Linked DNA regions of Sus scrofa: region 2 is linked to region 1. A link is a contact called in public Hi-C data. All regions are on one chromosome and are shown on one strand. The core of a region is the stretch at or near the end of the contact, and the rest is flanking DNA. Distances in the headings are between cores, read along the strand shown. Region 1 overlaps LOC110260820 (a long non-coding RNA gene). Region 2 overlaps LOC102159120 (a long non-coding RNA gene).

Region 1 (7,149 bases), core at 1,790-4,289:
TAAAAGAGGTTTATAGGCCAAATGGACTTCCCTTTCTGGTCTAAATGTCATGTTTGTGAAAGTGGTGTGGTATAAATAGCAAAGTGGGGAAACGAGAAATTATCCCTCCGCTGAATAAATCAGACTCTTAGCTGACCCTCCCTCACAAGGCTGGTGCTTTCTAAGCTCTCAGGTTTCCACTCAAACATCACCTCTCAGGAGTCACCTTCTAAAATCGCTCCTCCACTACTTTTTATCCCCTTACCCTCCTCTTTATTTGAGTAATAGTATTATCACTAGCTGGCATTTTATTTTTGTTTACTTGTTTATTATCTGTTTCCTTCTACTAGAAGATAAGCTCTTTATGTGAATGTGTCTCTGTTATTGCTGTTTTCCTGGAAACCGGCTTCCTAAATTCAACTCCCTAAATAAACATTTAGGACGCCACTTATAAATAAAACAATTCTGTTTTCTCTACACATGCTGGAGAAACTGTAGGATCTGGAGATACCATTAAAGATAAACAGGAGACCAAAGTTAGTTCATTGAGAAGGATTTTCCACTTCAGACACTACAAAGAGGGGTCTCCTCACTCAGAATTTTTCTGTTTTCTCAGCATCGCAAGCAAAACACAGTATTTGGGTAAGAAAAAAAAAAAAGTCCAATAAGTCTATGCCTTATCTCAGACATCAAAGAAAAGAAAGTGAAACAGAGAAACACTGGTTCCAGATTTGCTGGAAAGAGTCTTAAAAAGGTGCCTGAAACCCACTCTGCAGGTTCCTTTTAATGGTTCAATTTGGTTTTTAAAGCTTTTTCTCTTCAGTGCTGAGGAAGATTCATTTATTCATTCAACCAACAGCTCTGAAAGTCTAAGGGAATGCCCCCCAACCTTCTATCATTTTCTAGTTAATTACACTGTGTCGATTTCCTAGCAGGTACTTACCTCTTTGTAAAGTTATATATATTCTTTTCTTATTAAGGCTACATCTGTGGCCTATAGAAATTGCAAGGCCAGGGGTACAATCAGAGCTGCAGCTGAGACCGACGCCACAGCCACGGCAAAGTTGGATCCAAGCCATATCTGTGACCTACACCACAGCTTGCAGCAATGCCAGCTCCTGAACCTGCTGAGCGAGGCCAGGGCTCAAACTGACACCCTCACAGACGCTACATCGGGTTCTGAACCCACTTAGCCACATGGGAACTCCTAGGTAAAGTTTTGGTCTTAATGTTTTACATATTCATTGATTCTTCTGGGTAGAATATACGCTCCATGAGCTCAAGAGTCTTGTCTCTTCTCCACTGATGCTTCTCCAGAACCGAAGAGTTCAGTTTCCAACACACGGACATTTCGAAAGAGGGAGCCACTGAAGATGTGAAGCACTGAGGTTGCATGGGCTCTCGAAGGGCTTTCCTGACATCTCCTGCCTCACTTGGACATTCTCGTTTTTCTGAATACTGTTTGCCCCCAGCAGCTCTTCCCTATCACCAGGAATTCAGTCTCTAGGGTGCTCTTCCCTCACAGCTGTAGAGTAAGTCCCACGGAGGCCTTCACTGCTTCATTCTACCAAACTGGCACATGCAACACAAGCTGGTTTGTGATTATGTCACGCATTCATATTTCTTCCCCAGCCAACACTGTGACCTTCCCATAGAGAAGGCCTATCTCCTAGGCCAAAGAGTAGAAGAGGGAAAGAAAGGTTTTGAACGGATGATAATAAGGTGAGTTTTTAAAACAGGAAATGTGTATGCCTCTGGTACATGTAGGCAGAAATGTCCAACAGTTTATGTGTACGGATCTCACTTCAGAAAAGAAGTCTAAGCTGAAACCATCCACTTGTCACTTGTCCGCATCCACGCGGTATGACTAACAAGTTGAGCGCCCGAGCGCACTCAGGGAGAATGCAGAGACAGAGAAGGTGAGCAGCAAAGGGCAGGGCCACGGCACACACTGACTCACTGCAGGAGCAGGTGGAGGAAGGAGGCTGAGAAGGGCCATGTCCGTGGTGGGAGAGGGACCAGAAGACCACGTCCGTGTGGCCAGGAAAGCTGACACTTCCAAGATGGCATGGCACAGAACGGTCGATGGTGGCAGAGGTCATAAAGAATCTGAAAGTAAGAGAAGACTGGAAAATGCCCACTGGCTTTGGCAGTGGAGTTTCACCACAGTAATTTCACCTGAGGAATAAACAGAAGCCTGAGAGGGACTGCACATGGACTTTGGTAGAAGATGAGTAATTCTGGAAAGTGACTTAAGACAGTGGCCTTCGCAGGCTGAGCTTTGAAGACAAGGAGAAAGACAGGCTGGGACCTAAACCGGAGCTTCTGTGGGAAATGAACTGAGGTTAGTACCCAAAGGCCGTTTCAAATTGTGCATCTGAGATGCTTACGGTTTACTGTATGCCAACGATAGTTCAAGAAGGGGTTGCTGTTTCAAAGCCCATTTTAGAATTTCATAAAGTATCAGTATCTTCTCATGGAAGAAACAAATTTCAAATTTATCAGTACATAGTAAGATATTTTGATATCCAAATGAAAAAAATCCAGGAAAAAACAGAAACACGTAAACTAATACACCTGGTTTACAAAGAAGAAGAAGAAAATCAATAGTTAACAGGAGCACTTTCTTATCTCATGGGAGGCAGCAGAAAGGCACTATGACCTGGAATACGGGCCAGCATCGAAAAAGGAGTGGAATTATGTAACTGGAGACCTACCTAAGAGGCTGCAAAGTGAGCTGGATTATGACCCAAATGAAAGCAACTACAAGGCAAATTAAGACTCCAAGAAAGGCTTGAAGAGTTTCCTAAGCACAGATGAAAAGGCCTAAATGCCATCAAAGCTTTATTTAGGGTCACAATAAGTGAAAAAACTGCATAGATACACACTGGATAGAGAAGGGAGAAGAACAGCTAAACCAAATGTTTGCCAGTATCCGAAGACTCAGCAATTATCCTATCAGTGCCCTAAAAATTGAAGGGAATAATGCCAAGGTGTAAACAATTACTCAACAGTCAGTAAATTCAAAGGTGAGATAGGTAGGCAAAACTGAAGAGAAACATTAACTCAGTGAAAGTTGTTTTTTCAGAATGCAGCCATCTAGAATTTTCTCTACAGTGTTCTCACATGGAATAGAAAAAAATGACAAAGAGACAACCAACAGATTAAACACCAATGCGCACAGTCTTTTGTATCTTCTCAAAGCAGTTTTCCTCCTTGGATCCTCGAAATACTTCAGAAGCAGGCAGTGTGCCAGAGTCCTCCCACCACCCCCGCCCCTGCACTACCCTTTGAGGGACATTTATCTTTGTGTTTTCATACAATTGGACCCTGGGAGGTAATGTTTTTCCTTGGACCTGTCTTATTTTCCTACAGCATTACGCAGACAAGCAGATTTATCAGAGACTGTAAATGCAATAGAAGAAGCAAAAGAAAAGGGGAGAAGAGGCATTTTCTATCGGTTGACATGGGTATCGTCACTTTATTAATTGAAAATATATACCTAAGCATTAAAGATAAGTGACATGGCTACCAACTTATTAATTAGAGAACTGGACAGGAGACGAAGTGACATAATGATCTCATTCCAGATTCCAACTCACGATGAGAAAAGCAACTTCCAGCACCTGCCACAGGATCAGCAGAGAATCACTACGATGTTCCATGTCCCTATGACCACAGGGCAACCTGGAGGAAGCGGTGGTCGTACAAGCACCACGAGTCACAAAACCTGACAAGATAGTCAGCATCAATTTGGTATCTGAGGTACTAGCATGTTCAGTTACTGAACACTCTTCCCGTTTCTCCCAACCCAATCCTGTCTCCCTTAATATAGCAGCAAGTATTTCTAGAGGGCTTACAACGTACTAACCACTGTTCTAAGCGGTTTTCATGTACTAAGTCACTTAATTATCACAACTCTCTACGTAGGCACTATTTTTTGCATACTCATTTATAGATGAAATGGCCTTGACACAAACAGGTTAGGTAATTTACCCAGCTGGCACATAGCTGGTGAGTGTGAGAGGAGAAATTCAAGACCAAGCAGTTTAGAATCAGAGCTCTCATGCTCAGTTACTCGGCTCTACTGTCATTTTTATTTCAGATCATAATCTTCCCTTTTCTGGACTATTAAACAGCTTCCCAGCTGGTCTTCATTCAAGTTGCCTCTTTTTACATTACTATTTTTATTTTTATTTATTTTTATTTTTATTTTTTTGTCTTTTTAGGGCCACACCTGCAGCATATGGAAGTTTCCAGGCTATGGGGTCTAATCGGAGCTATAGCTGCTGGCCTACTTCACAGTCAAAGCAATGCCAGATCCAAGCTGCAGCTGCGACCTACACCATAGCTCATGGTAATGCCAGATCCTTAACCCGAGAGAGGCCAGGGATTGAACCCGCAACCTCATGGAGTTAGATTCGTTTCTGCTGCGCCACAGCGGGAACTCCCTACATTACTATTTCTTATTATAACAATAACATGTGAATACATTCTTCAGGTAAAATATGATAATAGCATGAATTAGACAAAAACCCAGTTGGCCACCAGCCGCAATCCCAAGTTTCTCCCCAGGGACTACTATGCCTCCTTCTAGATATTTTTATGCGTATATACATACCTGAAAAAGTATGCGGTATTGTTTGATAGATTTTTTAACAAATGTGGTTAATAATTTGCAAAATTTTACGTTATAGGATTTCAAGAGCATTCTAAATCAAAAGTGTGACCATTAAAAGAAGAAATATCGGGGAGTTCCCATCATGGCACAGAGAAAACGAATCCTACTACGAACTATGAGATTGCAGGTTCGATCCCTGGCCTCGCTCAGTGGGTTAAGGATCCAGCATTGCCATGAGCTGTGGTGTAGATTGCAGACTCGGCTCGGATCTGGCACTGCTGTGGCTGTGGCATAGGCTGATTAGACCCCTAGCCTGGGAACCTCCACATGCTGCGGGTGCAGCCCTAAAAAGACAAAAAAAAAAAAAAAAAAAAAAGAAAGAAAAGAAAATAGGATGACTTGATCACCCATTGCCACTGTACATTGATTCAAACAGTTATAGATCTACAGCAGACACTCCTAACAATTCACCTAAATTATATCTACCTTGGCAGAGTCAAGGTTAATAAACATCACCATATGCCTGCTGTGTGACCCTGGGCAATTTCCTTACCTTTCTCTTTAGTTTCCTTATCTGTAGTAACGGACACGATAAAACCAGATTTAGGGAAGCCTAGATGAACTAATACATAAAAGCATCTAATAATGTGTGAGACAAGCAGTGAGTGCTCAGTAAATGTCCCGCCCTGTGCCTATTTCTCCTTCTGTCCACTCACCAACCCCTTCCTAATAATATGCCTTTGAGTTTATTTACCCTGATAAGCATTTCTCTCTTCTCATTTCCATTTGCGGCAATCTGGGCAGCAACTTCTTTCTTTTCCAGAGCTGACCGACTGTTTGGCTGGAATCAGTCCCAGGGCTCTGGGGTCTAGAGATTGCCGTCAGACTACAAAGCATTAGGGATCAAATCCAAGTGCTACAGCACATAATGGCTACAGCCATTAACAAAAAAATTCAAACTGCCTAAGCTATTTTATGGAGAGCAGTCTACACTCAAAAGTTCATAGTAGGGTTCCCAAGTACAGTGTTCTAAAACTCAAAAACCATCCAAAATTACTCATTCCCTCACAGACATAACTTGCTATGTTGAATATTAAAAGACAACTCACTCTTGAGTCTAAAGCTTTCTCCAAAGTTCCCACAATTATCATTTCAAACCAATGAATGTTATTCAAACAGGGAAAGTCTTTAACTTACTTTCGCACTGTGGTACTCTTTATCCAATCCCTACCATTTCTGCTCCCTCAAATTCTTTTAGATCTACTTAAAGTCCCCTTATTTAGGGTCTCAGAAAAACTTAGGATCTTAGGGTCTCAGAAGTCTTAGGGTCTCAGAAAAACTTGCGTTGATTCTGTCATGTATACACCCGAATAAGTCATCCTAGGGCTTTAAGAAGAATTTAAGGAGACCCAACGAAACACAATCCTTCCCCTTTATAGGTCTCACTCCTCTCCAGCACTTAAGAATGTCTCCCCACAAATCACTGGGACAGATCTATTGGGTTGCCACCTGAATGATCTCCAGGCAATTAGGTCTTTAAAGCGTGATGCCCAGCTTGATAAAAGCAGTGTTTCTACTATCTTGGTTAGGTTCCAACCACAGCCTTCGAGTGGCGATCAGTGCGAGCAGCTTATAAACCTTGCGAAAAATAAATAAATAAATGAAGTTCTTGCTTTGAGACCCTGGCAGAATCAAGAATGTTTGGCATATTTTCTTCACACACCACTGGCCTAAAGATTCTATCTTTTGCTCAAAGATTTAACAAGAGCCACCCAGTTAGAATTAGAGTCAACAGGATTAGCTAAGCCTATGACACCCCAAAGACAAGCAGCAGCTGGATTACTGGGCCAAGCTCACCTTTTTATAAGAGCTGATCTTAGAGTTCCTTATTCACAGAGTGCTCAAAACCCTGAGGAATTCACACACCACTCATGCATCATTACAAAAGAATTCCAAAGTGGAAATTAATAGCTAGGTGGACCTGAATAGGCCTAGGAATAACCATATTTCCTCACTTCTGGCTGGCTAGTTAAGCATCAGTCCTGCAGGCCAAGTAATTGTGGGCAAGTGGGCTCAGGGGACCCAATCAAGAGAGTTATTTCTGGGGAGTTCCCATTGTGGCCCAGCAGAAATGAATCTGACTAGTACCCATGAGAATGTGGGTTCAATCTTCAGCCTTGCTCAGTGGGTCAGGGATCTGACGTTTCCATGAACTGTGGTGGTAGGCTGCAGACAAGGCTCAGATCCCGCATTGCTGAGGCTACGCCATAGGCTGGGAATTGCAGCTCCAATTTGATCCCTAGCCTGGGAACATCCACACGCACTGGGTGTGGCCCTAAAATGACCAAAAAAAAAGAGACAGTTATTTCTAGACCTAGATTTTTACATTGCCCCAATCATCTTTCCTGTGTCATATATCTTTCCAAGGCTTGGTGCCCACTAACATTGAAAAATGCCTGATAATCTTAAAGTATAGCGTGTTTTATGATATTATTAGTACCTTAATTCTTCAAACTCGGAAAAGACACAAGGAGAAACACAAGCTATAA
Region 2 (7,149 bases), core at 2,763-5,262, 550 kb before region 1:
CTATGTAGGAATAATTCAGCAGTCTATTTAAATACACTTACATAAAACAAATGACAAATAATAAGTAATGAGGGGAGTTGTGGCTCAATGGGTTACAAACCCTACCAGTATCCATGGGATGTGGGTTCACTCCCTGGCCTCACCCAGTGGGTTAAGGATCCGTCTTTGTTGTGAGCTGTGGTTTAGGTTGCAGACAAGGTTTGGATATGGCAATGCTGTGGCTATGGTGTAGGCCAGTGGCTACAGCTTCATTCAACCCCTAGCTTGGTAACCTTCATATACTGCAGGTGTAGCCCTAAAAAGCAATAAATAAATAAAGTAAGTAAGTAATGGGGAATTCAGAGTCATTTCCACTTTGGCTCCTGAAGAGGAATTAATAAAGCTACAGCAATACTCAAAGGAATAGTTCAACTTAGAAAATGTCTTGTTTCATATTCTGCTCAGTATTTTGTGTGCCTTGTACCCCTGTCCTCCACAAATAGGATGGTTTTCTTGAACTAGAGCCTTTGCATTGTTTTCAGGGTTTTTTTTTTTTTTTATCTTATCTTAAGCAAAATTTTAAGTTATTTGCATTGAGTATTTCTTGAGCTACACCTCACATCTTTTACCCCATCAGAAGTAAAATCTGTCAGCCCTTTGCCTCTGCTGCACCCCATTCTCTTGCTTTCTGTGCTTGGACTTCTCTGACATCTGACATCTGATACCAGGGGAGACCCCACTGGTACCAATGCATGCATGAACCTGGAAAATCGGCGTTCTATGGGGTAGCCTTGGGTCAGTGCACAGCTGGAGTCAGTGGGTAAATGCCTGCTCTTCAGGCCCATAGAAGTCAATTCAGAGGGCACTCTACAGGACACTCGGAGCGCAAAGTGGGACCAAGGTTCCATTGCCCACATCTGTGACCTGCTCAAAGATGTATCCTTGTCTGGGTGATCCCTCTTCCCCATTTCATTCTTCCTAGTCTTCACTCAAGACCCCCAGAGATAACATCCTCAAGTGAACTACCTTCATAAAAGATGAGCGTCAGACTGCTTTCTCCTGAGACCCCAGGCTAAGAGAGTAGCACTAAGGCACAACTGCTGAGCACCTGAGTTTACAAACCACAGGAAGAGTGGCTGGGCTTTGCTAGGCATGCACTGTGTCTCTCTCAGAATAGTTGACTATTCTGTATTTTCTCCCTGTGCTCTCTGTTCCTCGGAAGTGGCAGAGAAATGAATGTGCCTCTCAGTTCGGTGGGTCAGGACTGATGTTCTGCCTCTACTGGAGTCTAAACCAGCGACACCTTGGGTGGAAAAGTGAAGTCATCACCACATTTGTTATACCCCACCCCTATTCTAGTAGAATTAGCTCTGAGACTTGCTGGTTCAGCCATTTTACCTACCATGTCAGGTGCTTAAACATTGCCCCTCAGCTTTCAGGGCCCCCAATTTTTTCCCCACAACATCCTCTCTCACCACCCCAGTAAAACAAGAATATGTCCTCCTAAAATTGTACTGTGTTGCTTTTATGTGAGCTGGACAATATTACCAAACACTTAGAAACAGAAAATGATGGCACCACGTGGCATATTCTTGGCAAAACTTCTTTACCTTCTTTTGCTTTCCTGCTGGAGGACTTCCCAAGACCTGCTCTCCTCCCCATCTGCTCACAGCCAGGGAGTGTTGTCTCTGCTGTGTTCTCATGTTTAGTGTTACTCTGGGTGTTGTGCTTTTCCCTGCTGTGCCCCTTAGGGGTGGGTGAGGAGAATCAATCTGCAAAAGGGTAGAGCCACCCATAAGCTGCATATTTAGATCTGGCCTTGAAGAGATGGCTACAGATGGGGCTTCTTTCACTCTAAGCTCTATTATCACCCAACATATCTTCTGTTCTCTGGTGAGCTTCCGCCTTCTAATCAGCCATATGTTTCTGCTGGGTTGAATCTTGTTTTTACCACAGGCAATCCTCCTCTCCCCTCCCCTCCTTCCGAAAGACTAAAGAATTTTCCCCTGATGGTTTTCTTATCTTCCTTCATCTCCTGATGTGACCTCCCTGGTTCAGGATTCCTTTTCTTTACTCCCACACACAGAAGCGCAGAGAGAAAGTGACCTTTGGGTTCTAATCCAACTGGCCAGACCTTACTTGCAAAGCCTGGGGTCATGAAGTTCATGCAGGTCTGTCTTCTAAACCACAGAATACTGAAGACTAGATTTGGAAGAACAAATAGAAAGCAGCTAGTGTCGTATTTACTGAGGTTTCCCCCTAGCTATTGAGGGAAATGTTCAAATTGACTTTGACAAAAGCCCAGGCCATCTCTGCTCAATTAGATGCTGCAGAACTCTGCAGAACACTAGGCTTGCATGCCAACGGGTTCCATGAGGAAAATCCTGGCTTGCCCACAGGTCATTTTCATGTGAAGTATATGGTGAAAGGGCAGGAAGAGAGTGATGCTGGGATATTCACCCCCTAACTCCTTCCCAGAGCAGCGTTAGCTGTGTCTCAGCACCAAAGGTGACAGCCCCTATCAGAGTCCTCTCTGCACAGCTATCCACGCCAGGTTCCTGAAGCCATGCCCACCCCCTACCTGTTCAGGCTTAAAAGTGGTAAGTGCTCTCCCATATTTAACTCCAGGGTGTTTCATTATCATTCTTTCCCCCCTACATGGCCATAGCTTTACAAATGGTCCTTTATTAAACTCTCCTCCCTATTCAGTCTGAAAGTGTCACCTGTTTCCTGCCAGGACCCTGATAGCCGCTATGAAGTGGCTGTTGTTATCTATCTTATACCTATCTATCTATCTATCTATCTACCCATCCATCCATCCATCCATCCATCTATCTATCTATCTATCTATCTATCTATCTATCTATCTATCTATCTATCTATCCAGCTATCCAGCTATATATCTCTGTTTATCTTCCAGTGTTATTGACATAACTGACATACAGCACTGGTTAAGTTTAAGGTATACAGTGTAATAATTTGACTTAAACACATCCTGAGGGGAGGTGGATCAAGAAGGCAAAGGAGTAAAATGGCACACACCTTCTCCCACAAACACATTTAAAAAAAGCACGTCTACCTGTAAAACCACTCGCACAGAACATCTACTGAACGCTGACAGAACTTAAAGCTCCAAAAAAGGCAAGAAACTCTTGACATAACTGGGTAGAACAAAAGCAAAAAAAGAGAGAGAGAGAAAAGGCCTAGCCTTCCTGAGAGGGAGCTGTGAAGGAGAAAAGGAACCCACATCCCGGGAAGCCACCTAACCAACGGGGAGCTCATCGGAGATGGAGAGACCTCAGAGTCGCCGAGAAAAGCGCAGCAGCTGGACTGAGGAGGGCAAAGTAGAGTGAGAGCCATCTGCATCACCGCCCCAGACACCACAGCCTGAGATGCCCAGGCAGGGACTGGGTGCTGAGAGTTAGGCTCCAGATGTCAGTCCTGGGGAGAGGATTAGGGTCAGCTGTGGGGGCACAGCCTCGGGGCTAAGGAGCACTGTGCCACACACAGGGGAGCGGAACGCCATGGCAGAGGGAACCCGGGAGAAGGTCTGGGCCCACAGAAGCAAGGTGCCATTGTTGGGGAGGGTGAGAGGAGGAGGGGCAGACCACCAGAGGAATCTCCCTGGGCACACATGCCATGCAGGCTCTCAAAGAGCAGAGCACCTCTGGTGAGGGCAGTGGGTGGCAAGAAGCCACTTGCTTGGGCTACAAGAGACTGGGCACTTCTTGTGCAGGCCACTGGTGGCCAGGCACCTCTTGTGTGGGCTAAGGGCAGTGGGGGGCAAGTGCGACCTGGTGCCTCTGAGTGATCTACAGGCAGCAGGGAGGATCGCAGCGGCCATCTCAGAGGCCAGAGGAAGGTCTGGCCTGCCACCACTGGGGGCCTGTGAGTGGGCTCCACCTGTGGCCCCAGTCACCTCAGAGGTTGGCAAAAGAAAGAGGGCACTGAAACCAGGCACCACATGTTATTGCTCTCACCCGCCCTGGGAATAAACCTGCCCCATAGCTGCCACTGCCAAATGCTCTGGGTAGTGCCCAGAGGCTTGATCTTTGTCTCTTCCCAAGCTGGTGCAGCACCTCTTGCGTAGGCTAAGCAGGGTGGTGTGCTTCTTGCATGGTCTGCAGGTGGCAGGGGCAAACCACCGCCATTATCTCTGACTCTAGAGGTAGGTGTAGCACACTGCCACTGGGTATCCCTGAACAAGAACCACTTGCAGCCCCTACCACCTCAGAGGGCACCACAAAGGAGGACATTGCAACGGAACACCATTTGTTGTTGCTCTAGCTCCCCTGGGAGCACACCTGCCCTGCTGCTGCCACTGCCAAATGCTCTGGGCATTGCCCAGATGCTTGATCACTGTCCCTTCCCAGGAACCTGCAACTAGGAGCAGCCTGTGCAGCACCTCCTGTGAGGGCTCAGTGAGGGGGGTGCTTTTTGCATAGTCTGCAGGTGGTGGGAGCAAACCACCACAGTTATCACTAACTCCAAAAGTGGAGCCTGGACCGCTACCACTAGGGGTCTGTGAACAGGCACCACCTGTGGCTCCAATCACCTCAGAGGAGGGCACTGCAATCAAATACTACCTATTGTTGCTCTCACTCCCCTGGAACTCACACACCCTGATGCTGCCACAGCCAAATGATCTGGGCACGTTGCAAATCTGCCTAAGGCTCATTACCACTTCCCAGGGCCCTGCAACTAGGAGTAGCCTGTGCCACCTTCCTGCAGGTCCTTGCTGCTATTAAGAGCCCAGCAACCAGGCACTGACTACTAGCCCTACCCATTGCCTCCTTCTCCCTGGAAACACACTCAGTACCCTGGGGATAACAGTCTGCTCACACCAAAGAAAGACACAGCAAATATTCAAACTCCCACACCAAAAATAAATAGTAACCCCCACAAAATACAGACAGGTGCTCTTGCATAGGAGTAGTCCCCCAAGACTACAGTTTGGCTTCCCTAAACTCACAAAAAAAGAAAAACATAAGCAAGGTGAAGAAGCTCAGAAACCATTCCCATGTAAGAGAACTGGAGAATTTACCTGAAGCAGCAAACAATGAAACAGACCTCTGCCGTCTGACAGACACGGTTCAAAAGAGAGACAGTGAAAATATTGAAGGAATTAAGGCTGAATGTCAAGGAATTAAGAGCATATATGAACAGTAATGCAGACTCTTTAGAAAGGAACTAGAAAATATAAGGAGGAACATAGAAAAATTAGAAAATTCATTTGCAGAGATGCAGACTGAGCTAAAGGCACTAAAGAGAAGAATGAATAATGCAGAGGAACGAATTAGTGACGTGGAAGATAAAATAATGGAAATCACCCAATCAGGACAGCAAACAGAAAATCAAATGAAAAAACACAAAAGCAATATAAGGGACATATGGGATAATATAAAGTGGGCCAATCCACACATAATAGGAATTCCAGAAGGAGAAGAAAAAGAAAAGGGGATTGAAAAATATATTTGAAGAAATTATGTCTGAAAACTTTCCAAATCTAAAGGAAGCTGATATCAAGAAACAGGAAGCACAGAGGGCCCCAAACAAGTTTAACACAAATAGAATCACACCAAGACATATTATAATAAAAATGGAAAAACTTAAAGAGAGGATTCTAAAGGCAGCAAGAGAAAAAGTATTAATTATAAGAGAATCCCCATAAGGCTATCAGCTAATTTCTCTACAGAAACACTACAGGCCAGAAAAGAGTGGCAAGATATATTTAAAGTTCTGAAAGGAGAAAATTTGCAGCCTAGAATATGCTATCCAGCAAGAATATCATTTAAAATGGGGAAATAAAGAATTTCTCCAACAAACAAAAGCTAAAAGAGAACAGCAATACTAAACCCATTCTAAAAGAAATACTGAAAGGGCTTCTCTAAAAATAAATAAATAAATAAAAAGAAGTAAGCAGAAATAGGATGGAGGAAACCACAATTGAAAAGCAATTACTTTAAGTCAGCATACATATCTAAGAGGAAAAAAAGAAAAAAAAAACTGTAAAAGTGATGATAAATACAAGCGATGGCAAAAGGACAAACTTGAAGATGTTAAAAAAAAAAGGGCATCAAAATCATAGAAAGTGGCAAGGAAAATACGAAAATATAGATTTTTTTTTTCTTTTAATAATGTGCTTGAGCCTATAGGAAGGGGTTAACGTACTTAAAAAACAGGGCGACCATACATCAAAACCAAACATTATACTCACAAAAACTAAAAAGAAAAGTAGTCAAGCATAAAATAAATGGAAATCTTGCAACCAAAAAAAGAAAGGAAGAAAGGAGAAACACAGAATCAGCTGGAAAACAAGGTTTAAAATGGCAATAAATACATATCTATCAATAATTAACTTAAATGTCAATGGACTTAATGCTCCAATCAAAAGATACGAGTGGCAGATTGGATAAAAAGCAAAACCTTCAATCTGCTGTCTACAGGAGACTGACCTTAGGGCAAAGGACACATATAGACTGAAAGTGAGGGGACAGGAAAAGATATTTCATGCCAATGGACAAGAGAGGAAAGCAGAAGTTGCAATACTCATATCAGACAAAATATAGACTTTAAAATGAAGGCCATAAAGAAAGACAAAGAAAGACAGTATTTAATGGTAAAGGGATCCATTATGAAATGGATATTACAGGTGTTCCCATAGTGGCACAGTGGAAACAAATCCAACTAGGAACCATGAGGTTGCGGGTTCAATCCCTGGCCTCGCTTAATGGGTTAAGGATCTGGTGTTGCCATGAGCTGTGGTTTAGGTCACAGAGGTGGCTCGGTTCTGGCACCACTGTTGCTATAGTGTAGGCCAGTGGCTGTAGCTCCAATTAAACCCCTAGCCTTGGAACCTCCATATGCCTCTAGTGTGGCCCTAAAAAGACAAAAAGACAAAAAAAAAAAAAAAAAAAAAGAAAAAAAGAAGGAAAGGAAGAAAAGGATATTACAATCATCAATATATGTGCCTCTAATATAGGAGCTCCCAGATACCTACAACAAATACTAACAGACATAAAAAGAGAAATTGATGGGAATACAGTCATTGTAGAAGACTTTAACACCCCACTTACATGAACGGACAGATCCTCTAGACAGAAAATCAATAAGGTAACAGAGATCTAAATGACATGATAGAAAAGTTAGATTTAATTGATATTTCCGGGA

What was found. Hi-C and Micro-C count contacts between places; a contact is called where the count stands out from the background.
Region 2: a Hi-C map of liver shows a contact between it and region 1, with 1.6 times the contacts expected there. The contact joins two enhancer-like sites. A contact is called at or near these places in 1 of 5 promoter capture datasets (liver), 2 of 47 Hi-C or Micro-C datasets (liver and skeletal muscle) and 1 of 2 datasets of contacts at active chromatin or transcription factors (alveolar macrophages).

What each region holds. Positions count from the first base shown.
Region 1 is chr5:90,468,766-90,475,914 of Sscrofa11.1, reverse strand. It overlaps LOC110260820 (a long non-coding RNA gene), which reads left to right. Exons shown (of 3, transcript XR_002344327.1): 3 at 1-989. Among named protein-coding and RNA genes, the nearest start is that of PLEKHG7, 160 kb to the right of the region's middle. Within about 2 kb of position 3,039, at least 7 of the 83 cell types and tissues checked have an H3K27ac peak or open chromatin away from gene starts, as enhancers often do. A contact at or near this core is called in liver, where this site is marked.
Region 2 is chr5:91,022,299-91,029,447 of Sscrofa11.1, reverse strand. All of the region lies in intron 2 of LOC102159120 (a long non-coding RNA gene), which reads right to left. Among named protein-coding and RNA genes, the nearest start is that of BTG1, 210 kb to the right of the region's middle. Within about 2 kb of position 4,012, at least 3 of the 83 cell types and tissues checked have an H3K27ac peak or open chromatin away from gene starts, as enhancers often do. A contact at or near this core is called in liver, where this site is marked.